2 separate regions of the Triticum aestivum genome follow, and region 1 is linked to region 2. The links are chromatin contacts, called in public Hi-C maps. All regions are on one chromosome and are shown on one strand. Each heading gives the region's core, a stretch centred on a gene start, on an enhancer-like site or on the middle of the called end of the contact. The rest is flanking DNA. Distances are from core to core; before and after follow the strand shown. Region 1 has its middle 130 kb from the start of LOC123171410. Region 2 holds the start of LOC123167458 (non-specific lipid transfer protein GPI-anchored 9).

What was found. A called contact is a pair of places that touch in the nucleus more often than the background predicts.
Region 1: a contact with region 2 is called in a Hi-C map of leaf, with 5 times the contacts expected there. The contact joins the enhancer-like site here to the promoter of LOC123167458 in region 2. A contact is called at or near these places in 2 of 5 Hi-C or Micro-C datasets (both in leaf) and 1 of 1 datasets of contacts at active chromatin or transcription factors (leaf).

Annotation. Positions count from the first base shown.
Region 1 is chr7D:557,319,011-557,321,983 of IWGSC CS RefSeq v2.1, reverse strand. No RefSeq gene overlaps it. Among protein-coding and RNA genes, the nearest start is that of LOC123171410, 130 kb to the right of the region's middle. Within about 2 kb of position 1,708, at least 4 of the 8 cell types and tissues checked have an H3K27ac peak or open chromatin away from gene starts, as enhancers often do. A contact at or near this core is called in leaf, where this site is marked.
Region 2 is chr7D:557,123,360-557,126,743 of IWGSC CS RefSeq v2.1, reverse strand. LOC123167458 (non-specific lipid transfer protein GPI-anchored 9) reads left to right here and starts at 1,907. Exons shown (of 3, transcript XM_044585297.1): 1 at 1,907-2,400; 2 at 3,245-3,271. The coding sequence starts at 2,079.

The sequences.
Region 1 (2,973 bases), core at 459-2,958, 200 kb before region 2:
TTACTGTTTATATTTTGGCACGAATTCACTTCATTTTGTGTTTTTTAAAAATATTTGGAATTCTGAACTTCTATTCAAATTTTAAAAAACTGTTCGCTATTTCATACAATTCACATTTGTCAAAAAATGCTGAGAATTCCAACAGTTTTTCACATGCTATGAATTTTTTTCGGATTTTCAGATTTGTGTCACATTTTTGAATAATGTTTTTGAAATTTCATAAATAATTTTTGAAATGTTTCGAATTGTTGGCTGCGGACTCGACTGGGCCGGCACACCAGACATAAAGAGACTATTTTTTTTTCTTATCACGCGCCGTAAAAATTCTTTCTTTCTTTTTCTTAATGCACGGCATAATAATTCCAAAAGAGAAAAAACATGCCGTGGCATCGAACTTGGGACCTGGAAGGTTTGACCTGATTTCACTAGCCACTACACCAGACAACTATGACTGACAAAATAAGAGGCCAAGAATATTTAACCAGAAACCAAAGCGTCGAACTTCAAAAACCTTTTTTAGGGGAAAACAAGTATTGTGAACGTATTTATTTTTGAAATCTTTGAACATTTTATAAAGTGCATTTTTGAAAATTTCAAATACTTTTAATAAACCAACAACTCTAAAAAAGAGAACACCTTTTGAAACATAAACATTTTTAACCTGAACAAAATTTTAAAGTAAAAACACTTTTTGAAACATAAATTTTTTCTGAAACCTGAACAAAAGTTTAAAGTGCGAATACTTTTTGTACAATGTAAAAAAATGTTTGCGTGTTGTAAAAAAAATGTGTCATAACCGTAACAGGATATATGTGACATGTGTTTGCAAAAAGTGTATGCAAATTTAAAAATATTGAACCATGTAAAACAGTGCTCGTGTTGTTTTATAAAATGTTTATTGTCATTAAGGGAATGTAAAACATGTATTTGGAAAATATTACCATGCATTTAAAAAAGTTTTGAAAACATTTAATTTAAAAATGTCCATAATTTATTTGAAAATATCTAAAGTTTATCAAATATTTAATGTATGCGTTAAAAATGCACATTGGGTACTGAGAAAAAATATACATGTGTAAAGATGAAAAAAAGAAATGATAACGTAAAAGAAAAAACAAACTAGTGCGCACGCGAGAGCGACTGTGCTACTGGGCTGGCCCAATTCAGCAAATACCGGTGAAGTCCTCTCAAGGTTTAAAATAGACCGGGATTAGAGAGTTTGGTGTGCTGATTTCAGGGATTGAGAATTTGGGGTTTGGCTTAGCTTTCGTCTATAAATTCAAGGTTTTTTTGAACTTTTTCTCATGAATGATGATTACTGCCGCTCAGAATCCACTCTGGCTCAGAATCCACGGCGGTTCCTTGCTGCAAGTCCTGGGAAGAACGAAAGTCTGAATCTTTTTAATTGTGTGAAAACATGCGCGTGGTCCTTCAGTGTTGGAGCCAAACACAAAGACATAGACATATATGCTGTTGTTCCGTGAACTGGATCCACGGCGAGGGGTAGCGGTGGGAGATGTGGACATGGCTGGCCACGCCCATGGGACGAGACGAGATGGGCCTGGGCGTGATGTGAGAGTATGTGGAGTGAGCGCGTAGTGTCCGCGTCGGTGTCCGTGTCGTGTCGATTTCGAGGGGATGGCAATGCAGGCAAGCGAACAAAGGCGCATGTGGTCGATGGAGCGCAACGGTTGCTGCCGCTCCCGCCACCATCGGTTGCGTACCGTTGCGACAGCGCTTTCCCAACCGAACATGTGTGTAGGCCAAGGCACGGGGAGTCGCTGGCCGGTGGGCCCCGGGCCGGTCGTTGCCGTATGTTTGGTTGCCGTTGAAGATCATTTTTAACTTGAGAAGAGCTAGGTCCCTCCAAAAAAAACCTTAAGAAGTGCCAGGGGCGTGAAGTATGAACCGGAGAGGATTTGTGGCACGAGGGTTTCACGGCACGCAGTTTCTTGGGTTTGCTTTTATTTTTAGCTTTCGATTCTTAAACTTTTATATATTTGGACCTGAAAGTCTAAATTAAGTTATGTTTTTATATTCGTGTTTATGGCGACGAGAGCTTTCAGATAAGATTCATTTTAAATATATTTTAACAAATTCTAAAAATAAATGATAAGCTTCAACTCTTGAAACTTAGTACGCGCAAGCAATAGAATTACAATTTTTTTTGCCTACGGTCAACAAAAAAACCTAAAATTTTATCTATGAAACTTGATAAAAGCGAGTGAGTAATTGCAAGTTTCAGATAAAAAACAGCAAGTTTCAACACCCGAAAACTAAAACTTATTGTTCCCTAATGCGGGATCCAACTACTTCGCGAATCGCGAGGCAATCGAGCGGTCAGGCAGGGCTTGGCAAGTGCGTGCCCCAGCACCTGTGTGCCCCTGTGAATTTGCGAAGTATGAACCCCCCTCCTTTTCCAATGCTTTCGTTTGTCAGTGCCTCGTCCGTTCCTCTCTAGTTTCACTACAGAAAAAACATATGTTGCCTTGTGTTTCTTCGCATGACATTACTCTACTCCTAAAAGCGGAGTTGGTAGTCTCGCCTCACTCCTACCAACCCGTAGGCACACTATATTACACCCGCGAGCGTCGTACAAATGACCTTTCGCTCAAGTGCAACCAATTTGGGTTCGCCCATTTGACGCGTGCATTAATTTAATCAAATCGGCACTTTTCCAAAATAACATGATACATTAACCCATTCAAATCAAATCTTCAGAAAATATCAACTAAATCCAAACTTTCCTTGCCTTCCACTACTCATATCTAAATCAAATCAAATCTGAAGAAAACATCAACTATGATCAAAGTTTGGCGGCCCATTTGACGGCGTGCACGCATTTTCATTATATATATTTTTCTATGTTTTTTTTTGCTTTTTTTGTTTCATTTTTCTATTACCAACCTATTATTCTGTGCTCGGCATCTTCACTATCTTCACTATTAAAGAGGAGTCTGCGACGGTGATGGT
Region 2 (3,384 bases), core at 658-3,157:
TTCACGTGTTGGCATGGAAAAATGGCACGAGGAAAAGCCTCTGCGCGTGGTTTCTTCACGTGGAATCGATTGGCCATCACGGTGGGCAGGCACGTTCCTCCGCTCCGCGGCGCCGTCCGTTGGAACTTTGCGCGTCTTCGTCGTCCGTGAGGAGCACAGATTCAGGTGGAGACCTTTCGCATGCAGAGCAGCCCCGTGTCGTCGTCTCTGCGCGGCCGGCGATCGAGACGAGACGTCCCGCCACGGCTGCTCTGCTGCGCAGCGCTGTCAGGTCAGACCGCCAGGCAAGGCCGCCCACGACGAATTCGTCCCCGCGGCTCGGTCGCAAGTTTGAACCGAACCGACCCCGAGTCGCAACCACGTATTGTTCGTTTCCTCCTCTCGAAGGAGGAGGAAAGGCGTGACGCGGACAGGCTAAAGCTCGTGTGTTCTTCTAAAACAGATTTCGTACCCGTGATGCAGCAGTCGCACAATCATTTCCTATACTTGGTCAAAATCTAGATATGCATGGTATAGAAAGAAAGAATACTTTTAATTATTATTTTTGCAGGAGAACTTCAGATACATTCATCATCTCTCACAGTAGTGCAAGGAACACCAAAAATAGCAAAAAAAAATGCATGCAGGTCCGTATACCACCCAGTGACAACTACAAGCACCGGAAGAGAGCGTCGCTCTGATCGCCCCTCCCTTATTGAAGCCGAGCAAAACATTCCGTAGTAGATCATCGGGAAGTCGTCATGTTAAGGTCGTATAAGACAGGTCGGAATAGCAATCGCCGCCGAGGAAAAGAAGCGTATATCGAAAGGATCCAAATTGTAGACACACGAACAGAGAATGGATCAACGGGGATCCGTCAAAGTCCAACACCGACCGGATCCCGCGAGGTCCGCCGAAGACACACCTTCACACAGCGACGGAGACATACCCTAGGCTGCCCAGGTGGCGGCCTGGGTTTCTTCATGCACTGTGGCAAATTTTCTATTGTTTAACACCGTAGAAAGTATTTGGCCTGGGTCTTGGCTGGGGCATGCCTTCATCCTGACGGCTCCACATGCCTTCGACGATGCTGGACGCATCGCCGGGACGAGGGATATAAATGGTGGACTTTATTCCATCTTCAAGAAGCCGCCACCGCCTCATATTGCTGAGCAGGTTACAATTCCATCTTCAGGTAGCCGCCGCCGCCTCATTTTCCGGAGTAGGTTACAAAATGTAATAGACATGAGAGGTTTGATTTAGAATAAATCTAGAATTTTAATCAATGTAAAGCAGGTTCTTATATTGTGGGACGAAGGAAATAACAATTTGACTTTACACCATTCTAGATAGAATACGAGAGAGCATTCGTCGCATTTATGAAAAAAGATTTTACAACCTTTGAATTTGAATCACAAAAGGGAGAATATCTGGTGCTACCATCCCTTTTGGTGCTACCATGATACCGTTTCAAAGAACTCAATTTTAAATGTTTCTCAAAAATTCTGAAAAAATCATGGATGTCCACATCACATGAGTGTACAACTCCTAAAAAAAATTCAAATCAAAATTAGAAATACACATTGAGAAAAAAAAGACAAATCCAGCGTGAATAGTGTCACAAAAAGACGAAAGTCAAAACACTACTATTCACATTCGATTTTGTCTCTCTCTTTTTTTTTTTCTTAATGTGCATTTCGATTTTGGACCTGAAATTTCTAGGAGTTGTAGCGACATCCCTTGTGAACATTCACATTTGTTTTCAGAATTTTTTGAAGCAACTAAAATTGTTTTTTTCTTCGAAATGGTACCGTTGGAGCATTTCGGAGTTGGTATCACCTGCTGGAGTAGGCTGCCAAGTGTCGATGCCCATTTCTCGAAACCCGAAAAGTCGAGATCGGAAACCACGAAGGAGCACCGTTCGCCGCTGGACGTTGTCTTCTCTCGGAACACGCGGCGCACTCCTCTCGTAAAAGCGGCACCAACCCTCTGTATCTGTAGACGGTGCCAGAGTCCACGCTCCGGAAGAAAAAGGCACCACCTTTGTTCGCCCTTCTCCTCTCCCTCGTGACACCACTCCCAGAGAAAGAGAGAGACAGATGGCGATGCGGGCGGTGGCGGTGCTGCTGCTTCTGGCGGTGGCGAGCGTGCTGGCGGCGGGCGCGGCGGCGCAGTCGACGGGCACGCCGGCGTGCGCGTCCAAGCTGACGGGCTGCGCCGGCTACATGAACGGCACGGACGCGCAGAAGCCGCCGGAGACCTGCTGCGGCCCGCTCCGGGACGCCGTGAAGAACGAGAAGCCCTGCCTCTGCGCGCTCTACGCCTCGCCCGAGATCTTCAAGGCCTTCAACATCAACGTCACCGACGCGCTCCGCCTCTCCAAGCGCTGCGGCGTCTCCGAGGACGTCAGCAGCTGCCCCAGTAATCCACCCGCCCCTCCCCCTCCCTCTCCTTTTCTTGCGAATTTTTTTTACCGCATTTCAGAAGATGCGATTTGGTCTTCCCGATTCCGGTTTAGGAATTTGCTTGGATCAGTTAATTGTAGATGCTGAAGTAGCAATGCATGTTTGATCTGACGATGGTGGAAATTACTGCTGAATTTCGTGATCAATCTTTCTAAGCAACTAATAAAGATTAGCTAAGATGTAGGCTAGTAGGCAGATCAAAATGTGCAAAGGGATGGAAGAAAAAAATCCCCTGTTTGAACTTTTAGTTTCTGTTATCCAAGTAATGGGAAACGGGTTGATCCTGATCTGGTCTCGAAGAAAACCCGCTAGTTACGTTTATGCGTTTGTTACTTCGTCGTGGGTGTCGTATGGAAGTTGGTCTTTAGCAATTCTGCTGACTGTCGCCATCAAAATGGCTGTATAGAAGGAAAAAAGCAAAATCTAGATGTGAAATCTCGGACCAGATTGCTTGCAATGGAGAAACAAAGAAGGGTTTGGAGGCATCAAGAGTGCCAGATGCCCCCATCTTGCCCACTCCAGATGTGGTGCTAATCTTAGTTAAATCCAGCGACTTATTGGTGTCAATTTGTCAGATTATGCTATGGGGACATTAGTCTAAGCCCAGTCTTGGATGCATTGTTTTATCCATTTTACTTTGCGGTGGTTAAACCGGTTCTGAAAATTATCTAGTTTGACCTGTACTTGTCCAACTCTCATAATCTATTCTTTGACCATGGCAGTAGCTGGCATTTTGTTCTGATAATTTCAGTATATATATTACTGCCGTTTGCTGATCTCGTCGCATTTTCAATTCACAGGCACCTCTCTGACGAAGTCTCCTCCAGGTAATATATACCTGTCATGCTTTCTAAAGAGTACTACTAGTATACTGATTATACTAGCCACTTGCTATGCTTAGCTGCCCTGTTGTCTGAATCGTGACACTTTGCCAGCTGAA